2 separate regions of the Mus musculus genome follow, and region 2 is linked to region 1. The links are chromatin contacts, called in public HiChIP or PLAC-seq maps. All regions are on one chromosome and are shown on one strand. The core of a region is the stretch at or near the end of the contact, and the rest is flanking DNA. Distances in the headings are between cores, read along the strand shown.

Region 1 (5,545 bases), core at 1,274-3,773:
CTTGCAATTTCCTTTCTTAGTGCTGCTGTGGAAGAGGTTGGGAAATGTAATCCTGTCCAGGAGATGAGTGATGCATAGGAAGACAGGGTCAAATGAGGTCAGGGTTCAATGAGGTCCCCAGCTAGGGTTTTACCAATTCTCCCAGGCAGCAATGTGAAGGCCAGCCATGCTGCTCTGATAAGGGGGAGAGGATGGGAACTCTACCTCGCACACCTTTCTCTGTTGATATTAGAGTTAAGGTGGATAGGGAGACTCTGGAAGTCTAAGCATATGTAATAGTTATTTTTGTCTGTGGACCATTGAATTTAGGTAGAGTTTCTTGCCTATGTGGCTAAGAGGTATTTGCCTGGAACAGGGGCTACTTATCAGTGAATTTACAATAGAATAAAATGATCCTCTTGCCCAACGACCACAGATTGACAATAGTCCCTTGTAGAGGGATCTCGTCTCATGGGCCTCTTTCCTGTCCGTGATGAAATGTTTACATTCTCAATCTTGAGTGTGTCTTATGCAGATTACCAAAGATGAAGTCAGTTCATGAGTTGCATCATATCCAGGAGATGTCTTTATGCAGCATGTCTCCCTATTCTCTCTTCTCTCCCTGACATTATTTTCAACACATTCTCCTGTGATGGTCTCTGAACCATGGAGGAAGTGACAACTGTCCCATTTGCTGATGAGCACTGCATCACTACTTATTCTTGTCACTTATAGGTGACAAGATATTGAACACTGTCTACTGTGGTAAGCAGCTTCTCTGACTAAGATTAAGAATAGTACTAGCCTATGGCTATAAGATAGAATATTTAGAGGGTAGTTTGACAACAAGACAATTTAGCCAAAAAGATGGTAGTAGGTCCCCCGTTATGGCCTATGATGGCCATAGCCATGGACTCTCGACAAAATTTACAGAAACAGGCATAAGGTCCTTCCTGTAAAACTGGCCTCAAATCCAGTGGGGTTGATTGGTTGTCCTTATAACGGTCATGCCACTATTGCATCAGAGGGCACAGAATTGCTTATCAGTTACGATTGACAACTGGGTCAAATCGTTGATGACTCCCCGACCCCCAGCAGTCTATGTAACTACTCCTGACGCTATGAAGATGGATGAGGTTCTTAGGAAGAAGCTTCTAGCTGAGCTGTCGTTTGTTTTCTCTGAGTATGGGGTATCTTCAGCATTAGAGCCTTACTGTCAAGGTCCAGGTAGCAACACAGATCTGGGGCAATAACCTTTTAGGATCTCATTGGCCATAGGGAGGTGTTCCACAACTGGCACTGGGGATTTTATTTAATAACCTACAGCTTCCAGGAAGAGCCTTAGTACCCACTCTTAATTCCTTTCAGTTTTTTTTTTTTTTTGTATGTGCATGTGGGTGTGTGTGTACCTGAGTACACATGTATGCAGGAGCCTGCAGAAGTGAAAAGAGAGATTCACTTTTCCTGTACCTGAGTTTCAGACAGGTAGGTGTGTGCTGTTTGATGTGGTTGCTGTGCTGTGCTGGGACCTAAGTACCCTGCCAGAGCAGTGAACACACAACATCACTGAGCCATCTCCCTGGTTTTTTTCAGGTTATGTGTTCAATAACCACATAAAATAGTGGGTTCTTCTATATGGTATATATCTGTCTATATATCTATATCTACCTATCTTTAGTTTTATTACTCCTTCTTCTTCCATATCCTCCTGGCCTCCTCCCGGCTTGGCTTTTTCTATCTTGCCCAGTGCCCACTCCCTTTCATCTCTGATGGATTTTATTATCACTTCTCTCTGTAATAGCTCCTTTTGTCTTTCTGTCCTTTACCATCAGTCAGTGATAATGATAAACCTATGACTAAAAAAGAAAAAAGAATCTATAGATAGGATCTGCATACAAGGGAGGCCATGTGGCATTTGTCTCTGTGGACCTAGGTTACATCACTGAAGATAACTGTCCGTATCTATCCATTTCTCCTGCAAATTTCGTAGCTTTAGTCTTCTTTACCACTGAATAAATTTCCATTGTATATAACACGTACCTTTTCCTGGAGACAAGTAAAAGATCGTTATGATGGATGGAGCCGGTGGCTGTATGCATTTTGACACCCAAATATTTTATGAATTGCTCAATTTTTCAAAATGAGTTGAGTGATATTTTGAGTTCCGTCAACAGATCAATAAGCAAAACAGAGATAGCTGGGCTTTGACACCAGTGTGGTCAGGCATTTACTGGCAGAGACCTCCTGTGCAGCACAATTGTCACCCTGGGCTTCAGTCTTGGCTCCATTATTAATCACCACCATGCGAGTTACTCAACCTTCCCTACCCTCCCTACAGTCTGTAAAATTGCCATGACACATTTATATTCATGGGTAAAATTGTTCATGGAAGGCATTTAGTCCATAGTGCCTCACAGATATTAAATTCAGAGGGAGCATTAATTGCTATTATTATCATTTCAGCTGAAAATGCTGTTCTGTTGGCAATAAATAGCTGCTGCTTTGTTTAGTTCTACCAGCTACAAAGCAATACATCAGTGCATTGATTGCGCAATGCTTGCTTAACCTCTTTGGAAAGCTTTTTCTTTATATTTTGTCTGTGCATCACTACAGGCTGCCAGCTTAGGTGTTTCTCTGTGTCTGCTTTTTTTTCTGTGTGTCTCCATGTCTGTCTGTACTCCCTCGTGTGTGTGTGTGTGTGTGTGTGTGTGTGTGTGTGTGTGTGTGTGTAGCCTAGTAATAGCCAAGAGATGGAACTGCCAGCATAGTCTTTCCCCATAGCAAGCAAAACCCCCACAAAATTAAAGCTAGGAAAAAATTTAAGTTACATAATTGGTTTGTATGGACAAAAGGCTGCGAAGATATAAAGGTTCCTGTAGCTCTGCTGTTCTTTGGTCCAAGATGTTGAGGAAAGATTCAGAGTTCCTACTGAGAAACTGCTGTTTAGTAGGCTGCTGCTGTTGGCTTCAGAGTAAGTAAATGGGTCAGAAGTGCAAGTGGGAGAGAACTTGAGGTTTCATGAAGGAAGGCCATTATTAATGTTTCCATGACCTTAGGAGTTTAAAGGTTGGGAATTGAAGTAAGAGTGCTGGTTATAGGGACAAAGAGCCCACAAATATTGAGATGTGGTCAAAGGTTTGAGGCCTCTGAATTGAGCAGCACAAGGGTCATTTCCTACCAGTCTCAATGGTCAGGGCCTGTTCATAAAGGCACAGACTTAGAAAGACCACAGGTCCCTCCCATGTTCTAATGATCCACACTTATTTATTTATTTGTTTGTTTGTTTGTTTGTTTTGTATAGGCCTGGCTTCTGGAACTCACTCTGTAGACCAGGCTGGCCTCAAATACTCAGAGATTCACTTGCCTCTGCCTTCGAAGTGCTAGGATTAAAGGTGTGTATCACCACTGCCTCTGACTACAAACTTTTTTTGGGGGGGGGGGGAACGTAGGTAAAAAATGCTAGGACTTTAGATTTAAAAACCTTTCTTTCAAAAATATTTCTTGAATTCCTAAACTAGAGAATTGGCAAAATTGTGAGCTGTGCTGCTCATAATGCCCTGGGTATACAGGGCATTAGAGCTCTTGACATCTGGAATGTTGGATTTAAATCTAGTTGCTCCTGTTGTATACTCTGCTGTGGGGAATGTTTAAAACTGTTGGCGGTCACTTTCTTCTCCCTATCTCCTGTGGAGAAGCTACCCCTGCTTCTTGAGATTATTGTATCAGATAAGCTGTGATGAGTGACAGTTGTCATGTGTGGGACACTTTCTGTCACGTGACACTAAATAGACAGGAGGAGGAAGTGCATTGGATTCGTGGCCCGAGTAAATATTTGACATCATTCACTCCTAAATTATCAAGAGGAGCCTGGAAACCCACAGTCTTCATTGTCTGACCTCCATCAACTATAATTGCACCAAGGCCCCCAAATTGCTATTGGTTAAAGCAAAAAATCAATAAAAGCAAAATCCAAAACCATATCCTCCATGCTCAGCGGTTTTCATTCATAGTGGTCAGTTGGCAGAGATTAACCTCACTTTGACCTGGGAAGCTCTTTCAGGGAGGGTTTTGGTTTTTCTTTATCCTTTCTGGGAATGTCAGAGTCCCAGCTTCCTTCCTTGTAAACTGTGGGAGCTATGAACTTCTTCCTTCCCACTGCTAGCCTTTCTCACAGTCACATACTAGGAAACAGTATTTGGAAATCTAGAAGAAGAAATGGCAACTGGACAGTTTCCTTCAATGCAGAGAGTTAAGCGCCTTTGCACAGCTCTGTTTTAAGCTGTCTTTCACTCTCTGACTGGAATTCAGAGGACAGTCCTTCAGTTATTTCCCCTTCGTCCCCTATTCTAAGTCATGTTGCCTATCATTTGGGGGGGGGGGACTTATGTTTTGCTTTTTGTTTCTGTGGATTTTGTTTGTCTGTTTTCCTATTTCTTCATTAAAGAAGAAGTTGAGCATCTGTGTTCTGTCACTCACCCTGTGCTCAAACCGGGGTGCCGGACAGTCATTTTTTCAGCTAGTCACACCAGAGCCCAGCAGTTTGCCCTAAAAAATAGCTAAAGCCTCCTCTCTCTTAGGCCTTGCTTGTGCCCTTGCCCTGAACACCACACTTGCCATGTCAGGATCCTTGATTCATCATGAAGATTCATTAACATCTAACCAGGAAGGAAGGAAATTGAGATCTGCATCAAAGTCCAGTTGAAACCCCACAGTAGTGATTACATACTTGTCCTCCCAGCGGTTGGGAGATTGAGGCAGCAAGATTTCACGTTCAAGGACAACCTGGACTGTATAGTGAGACAATGTCATGAAACAAGAACCAGCTTAGTTCCAGTGACTGAATAGGAATTTTAATCACAAATAAGTTGACAGATTTGGGCTTTGTTGCAGAGTAAAGTTGTGAATTTGGCATAATAGCCTTATATCCCTACTTTACAAATCAGAATTCAGACTAACTCATGAAGACCATCTTTATATATTGTGATTTGTGCCTAACGGTATAATATAGATATCTATAGCTCTTCCATTAGATGTAACACTGTTTGAATCTTGTATTGCCCAAAGAATATCATGTTATTCAAGACTGACCATCCCTCTTAACATAACTGGTGTTCAAGCATAGCTAATTTTTCACCACTGAGTAATCTGCCCCACCCAGTGGAGGAGATAGGTCAAGGCTGGCTGGCTCATATAGTCAACTGCAGATCTGCACTGAAGCAGATTTGGTATCAGATCTTTTCCTAGGTCTTTGGATCTATGTAACTGCAAAATCAACTTAGTTCATGATCAGGTATTACTTTAGAATATTTTGCAGGCTCTAGAAATGTAATTGGCTAGTCAGAATGTTCTAGGCCTTCTCTGATGGAGGGTTTGAATTACTGACCTTCCAAGGTCTGTCTTGCAACTAAAGCAAGCACTCAGATCCTTCCAGTAACAGGTGCTTTTGTTGGGAGTCTATGGGATCTTTTTCAGTAGAATGTAGAGAATACCCAGGTGCTTTGAAAGACGACACAACTCCAGTTAGAAGGTGGAAGTGTTCCCTTAGATAAACTTAAGTGAAGGTCTA
Region 2 (5,545 bases), core at 1,099-3,598, 100 kb before region 1:
CTGTCAAGCTGCGCTGTCCAGTCAGATGCCCACTAGCCCTGTGGAACTCCTGTAAACTAAACACAAACCAAGATGCAAATTGAGTTCCTTAGTGGCCCTGGGAGCATTTGGGCAGCTGAACATGTGGCAGTGGGGACCCTTTGGATGACATCATTGTAGAGGCTTGATCTGGAGGCTGGCTGGGACCTCTGGTTTCTTTCTCTCTTCTTCCCATAGCAAGAGCAATGTAATGGCAACATTGCAGTCTTTTGTCTGTGAGAGGTCCAGTATACAGATGATCACAAATGGCTACAGAGTCTTTGCTGAGTTCTGGTCCAGGTCTTTCCCTGGTGAGAACCTCCCTGCAACCTAAGCCAGTGTTCCCACAAAGGGAGTCAGAGAGGGGGTTGGGAGGGGAGCAAATAACAGTCTCCTGTAATCAGCATTTTATTACCATCCTCAGGAAGTAGGAATAGGAAAAAAAAAGTGGGTTGGAGCAAGGAAAGTTAATTATGTGAGGTTGTTTGACAGGAAATTACTAAATACAAACAGACAGAAGAAGCACATTTGAAAGCAGGGTAGGAAATCTCAAGTCACTCCACTGGGTGCATTCAGACCCCAAAGCAAGTTCTGAAAATAGTAGATTAAACAAAAGCTATCTTATCTGGTAAAAGCATTTCAAAGGCAAAGGGGAATTTATGTATCGGGCAGCTCGTCTTAAAATAAACCGATTTTGTTGATAGTACTGCAAATTTAATTGTGGGAAATCCCCTTTAGATGTCTAAATTTACTTTGTAAATGTTTTGAATTTATTTTGAGTTTGACATTTCAGCTCTGTGAAGGAAGGTGTGTGTGTGTGTGTCTGTGTGTATCTGTGTGTCTGTCTATTTATCTGTGTCTCTCTGTATGCATTGCATCTCTGTGTTTGTGTGTCTGTTCTTGAATGTCTGTCTGTCTCTGTGTGTATGTCTAGATGTAGTTTCTGTGCCTGTCTGTGTATATGTCTATATGTTTATAGGTATGTTTATATACTTATATGTATGTCTGTATGTATATCTGTGTGTATATGTGTGTGTTAGTGGGTGTGTCTCTGTGGGTGTGTGTATATATATATATATATATATATATATATATATATATATATATATATGTATGTGTGTGTGTGTATGAGTTTGTGTGCTCATTTCACCCTGTAAAGTCATGCATATCTGAATTAAATGAAAAGTATTTATATTTACGTTCCTTTGCAACATTTTTGTGAGCTTACTCTTTTTTTTTTTTTTTTTCCCTTTTGGTTTTTCCAGACAAGGTTTCTCTGTGTAGCCCTGGCTGTCCTGGAACTCACTCTGTAGACCAGATTGGCCTTGAACTCAGAAATCCGCCTGCCTCTCCCTCCCAAGTGCTGGAATTAAAGGCATGTGCCACCACTGCCTGGCTGTGAGCTTACTCTTAATAATAATTCCAAGGACACTGTATCAGCCAACCACAAAGAACCAAGAAAGTGTTATCTAAACTATTTACTTCCAAACTTTATATATTTGAAATATTTTACTTTTTCTGTAATTATTAGCCTCATTTTATCTAGATGGCTGTGAAGTAAATGGACAACATTTTGATCATTGTTGCAGGTAAACAGTGTTTTCATTTAAAGGACTGAGTAACTGGGACCTGGAGCCTTCTAGCCTGATTTACATCTGGCCTTCTAAGGGTCAGCTTCTGGAATCTCAGATGGGAGGAAGAGAGAGGCCTGCTGAATAAGCTGACCCTTTTAATGAAGGTTGTCATTTTTGAAAAACTAAAATTCTATATGCACGGACACGCACATATGGACATAATTATCTATGGTGTTTCTAAGCAAAAGATGAAGACAGCTTATTTTCTGAATCTTTATAGTGGGATTCTTTCAAGGCATTTTTTTTTTAAATAGTTGAAATGAGTTATATCGTAGAAACTGGACGGCTGGAAAATTGCACAGTCTGTGGGTAAAGTTACACATTCCATGCTAGTTCAAAGAGACAGCAGTATTTTGAAAACATCAATGGAGCTCAAAGTCTGCATTCCTTTTGAGGGGCCAGCACCTGTGGGAGGAAGGCAGGCTGTTCCCATTTGACCTTCAGCTGGGTAGCAGGGAGAGGTACTTCAGAGGTTGTAATGGTTCTATGTGCCAGTGTCTCCTGAATGCACCTGCCCTGCCCCTGTGGTCAGAGGGGGAAAACAAGGCGACAGGCAGAAATAGTCGAGGCATTCTTCCCACCCCCTTTGCTGCTGAGAGCTTGCATTGCAGACTGCGGAATCCCAAGGTGATAGATGGTGGGTGGAGGAGATGTGAAAGTAACCACACAGCCCGCTGAGCAATCACACTGCCATTTCCCAGGTCCTGGGAAAGCCCAGGCAGAGATATTAGCACACTTAGCCCGAGTCCTCTGTGAGTAGTCTTCAAGAATAAAGACTTCATTGATGTTACAGATGGGTTCTCATCATGCATGAATAATTCCTGAGCGTGGAATTAGCTGCCTGGAGTGGTAATTCCCCTCCTTTAGACCACTCCTATTACTCCAGCAGTTGCTTGTAGTTCCTGAAGAACTAAATATGCAATTCAGTGGCTCTGCATGGAATATTCCTTCTGAATAAGGTGTGAGTTAGCTCACAAAGTTGTCTGTGATTCATTGATTGTGCATTCTTTTGTTCCACAATCACTTCCGGGTTGTCTGTGATAAGGCAGGACATGAGGTCAAGGTTGGAAATGAGTCGCTGGTCCTCATACATGCTCAAACGTACATTCATAGACTCATACACAGACACACAAACACTGGATGTGATGTTGAGGCTGGAAATGCATTTTTGACCCTCCCCATGGACCTAGTGGCTTATAGTCATGGTGCCTTATAATCCCCCATACCCTAGTTTTGTGACAGCTGACAGGTTTTTTTGTTTTGTGTTTTCCCTTTGGTGGTAAAATGGTTCTGGGTATTTATTTATCTATATCTATCTATTTGGTTTTGCCAGACAGGGTTTCTCTTTGTAGCACTGGCTGTCTTGGAACTTCCTCTTTAGACCAGGGGGTCTCAGGCTAAGAGATCTGCCTGCCTCTGCTTCCTGAGTGCCAAGTGGTTTTACTTATTTATTCTTAACATTTATTTTTATAATGTGTGTGTGAGAGAAGAGGGAGGGAGAGAGAGAGAGGGAGATGGATGTGCAGATACCAGTGGAAACCAGAAGAGGGTGTTGGAGCTTCTGGCACTTGCCTGTTTGTATCCTTTATAGGTGCTGGGAACTGAACTGAGGTTCTCTGTGAGACCAGCAAATGCTCTCGTTCTTCTCTCCAGCTCTGGTTAAATATTTCTATTTCTGTGACCCAAGTTTGTGCTCCTGTGAGTTCTGGAGTATGGCTGGAGCAGTCAAAGAGCTTAGCTGTTTATGGGAAAGTTAGAATCAGTGCTTTGATTCCCCGTGGGGCTGCTTTTCCTCAGTTTCTACCACTGTGTATCTTCACCCTCTTCCTGCCTCTCATAAGCATGCAGTTTCCTGAGACTTGGGAAAGCATGGATTTCCACAGATGTTGGAAAATCTTCAAACTGTGCCGAGCTATGGTCTTCAACACAGAGGAGCATTGTTCTCCGTGCTCCTTTGCTAACCCCAGCCCTGAGGCAGCTATGGTGATTTTCCCTTGGCTTTCTGAACTTCAGAACTGTGGTTCAGATCTGTATGACTTAAGATGAGTCCTCCACATTCAGTTTTCCTGGTAATGCCAATGGACTCAGCCACTGTGTCTGGTGTCTGTTTTTGTAAACAAGCATCCCATTAGAACATGGACAGGTTTCTCTATGTCTTTAGCTATCTATGGGCTGTAGGATGCAGCTAACTCATCAGGGCACAGTCTGGCTCACAGAGTCCCAAATACTTGCTACCTAGTTCACCTTCATAGAAACATATAAACGTAATAGCCTCTCTCTCTCTCTCTCTCTCTCTCTCTCTCTCTCTGTCTCTTCTTTCTTTCTCTCTTCACAGAAACATAAACTTAAAAATCTTCCACTCTCTCTTTGTGTGTGTGTGTCTCTGGATGTATACTTTGAATTTTTAAAAGATATATATATATATATATATATATATATATATGAATACACTATAGCTATCTTCATACACACCAGAAAAGGGCATCAAATCCCAGTACAGATGGTTGTGAGCCACCATGAGGTTGCTGAGAATTGAACTCACAACCTCTGGAAGAACAGTGAGTGCACTTAACCAATGAGCCATCTTTCCAGCCATCATCATCATCATCTTCTTCTTCTTCTTCTTCTTCTTCTTCTTCTTCTTCTTCTTCTTCTTCTTCTTCTCCTCCTCCTCCTCCTCCTCCTCCTCCTCCTCCTCCTCCTCTTCCTCCTCCTTCTTTTTTTTTCAAAGACAGGGTTTCACTGTAAAACCCAGGCTAGCCATGAACTCATGAAGTCCTCCTGCCTCATTCTACCAGTAATGGAATTACAGCAGTGTGCCCTACTCTAGATTTTAAGATATGTTATAATATAATGCATGAACTTTCTTTTAGAAACTAATAGTTTAGCCCCTTGCCCCTTAGTGTTAGTCTATGGTGTGTGTCTTTGTGTGTGTGTATATATCAAAGGTTGATAGTGAATGTCTTCTTCAATTGCTTCGTATCTTACATTTTGAGATAGAGTCTCGCATAGGACCTGGAACTCAATGATTCCCCTAGGCTGGCTGGCCAGCAGGTTCCATGGAGTCTCTGGTCCCTACTTCTGCAGTCCTGCGATTAGAATACCCATAGTGCCTGGCTTTTCTTCCCACTGTGGTTGCTGGAGCTCAAACTCAGCTTCTCGTTCTTATATAGCAATGCACTTGACCAGCTGAGCTCTCTCTCCTGCCTCTTGTCTGAGGAAGGGGAATTGTCAGTGTACAATGTTCCTGATACCTGCCCTGTACAGAACAGGGTGTGGCAGTCTGACTCCCAGCCCTTTGCTGGAGTTCATGTCTGCTGGGTGGGTGCACAGTCGAGCACCCCACATTGCTAATGAGGCATTGTTTTGTCTTACTGGGTGCCTGGTCCTATGGAACATGAGCTCTGGTCAGGGTGAAGTTGAAGGTTCCATCTGTGGAACACGAGCCCAACGAGGCATCTGTCCAGTGGCTCTTTGATTTAGGACTTGCCTCCAGAAATGTAAGAAACCAATTTCATTGTTTGCAAAGTACCCAATCTAGGGAATCTAAGGGCTTTTTGTTTTTGTTTTTGTTTTTGTTTTTTTTAGCAGTAACAGACTCTACACTAGTGGTGTGTTTTTCCCTAGGTGGGGTGTTTGAAGCCTCTGAAGATGGTCTGTGGGTTATAGTCCAGCAAATGGTGACTGGTGGGTGGGCCCCAGCCAACACGGTCTGACCTCCCCCAGTCCAGGGTGCTCTCCTAAGCTCTGGATTGTTGGCCAGTGGAAACACCAGGCAGGTAGGCAGCTTCCCCTGAAGGTCAGGCCAGTGCAGGGTTTGTCCCTCCCAGAGCAGTTGTTCACCATCCCCCATCCCCCCTTCTCAGGCTTTCTTGTTTCCTGGCCCTGCCTTC

The links. HiChIP or PLAC-seq counts read pairs in DNA pulled down with a chosen protein or histone mark.
Region 2: an HNF4G HiChIP or PLAC-seq map of pancreatic cancer cells shows a contact between it and region 1. The contact joins two enhancer-like sites. A contact is called at or near these places in 3 of 484 Hi-C or Micro-C datasets (the N1E-115 cell line, double positive thymocytes and pancreatic cancer cells) and 2 of 115 datasets of contacts at active chromatin or transcription factors (double positive thymocytes and pancreatic cancer cells).

What each region holds. Positions count from the first base shown.
Region 1 is chr13:28,526,094-28,531,638 of GRCm38.p6, reverse strand. The region is part of intron 7 of 2610307P16Rik (RIKEN cDNA 2610307P16 gene); the gene reads left to right. Among named protein-coding and RNA genes, the nearest start is that of Gm40841, 110 kb to the right of the region's middle. Within about 2 kb of position 2,523, at least 7 of the 459 cell types and tissues checked have an H3K27ac peak or open chromatin away from gene starts, as enhancers often do. A contact at or near this core is called in pancreatic cancer cells, where this site is marked.
Region 2 is chr13:28,630,469-28,636,013 of GRCm38.p6, reverse strand. All of the region lies in intron 5 of 2610307P16Rik (RIKEN cDNA 2610307P16 gene), which reads left to right. Among named protein-coding and RNA genes, the nearest start is that of Mir6368, 78 kb to the left of the region's middle. Within about 2 kb of position 2,348, at least 39 of the 459 cell types and tissues checked have an H3K27ac peak or open chromatin away from gene starts, as enhancers often do. A contact at or near this core is called in pancreatic cancer cells, where this site is marked.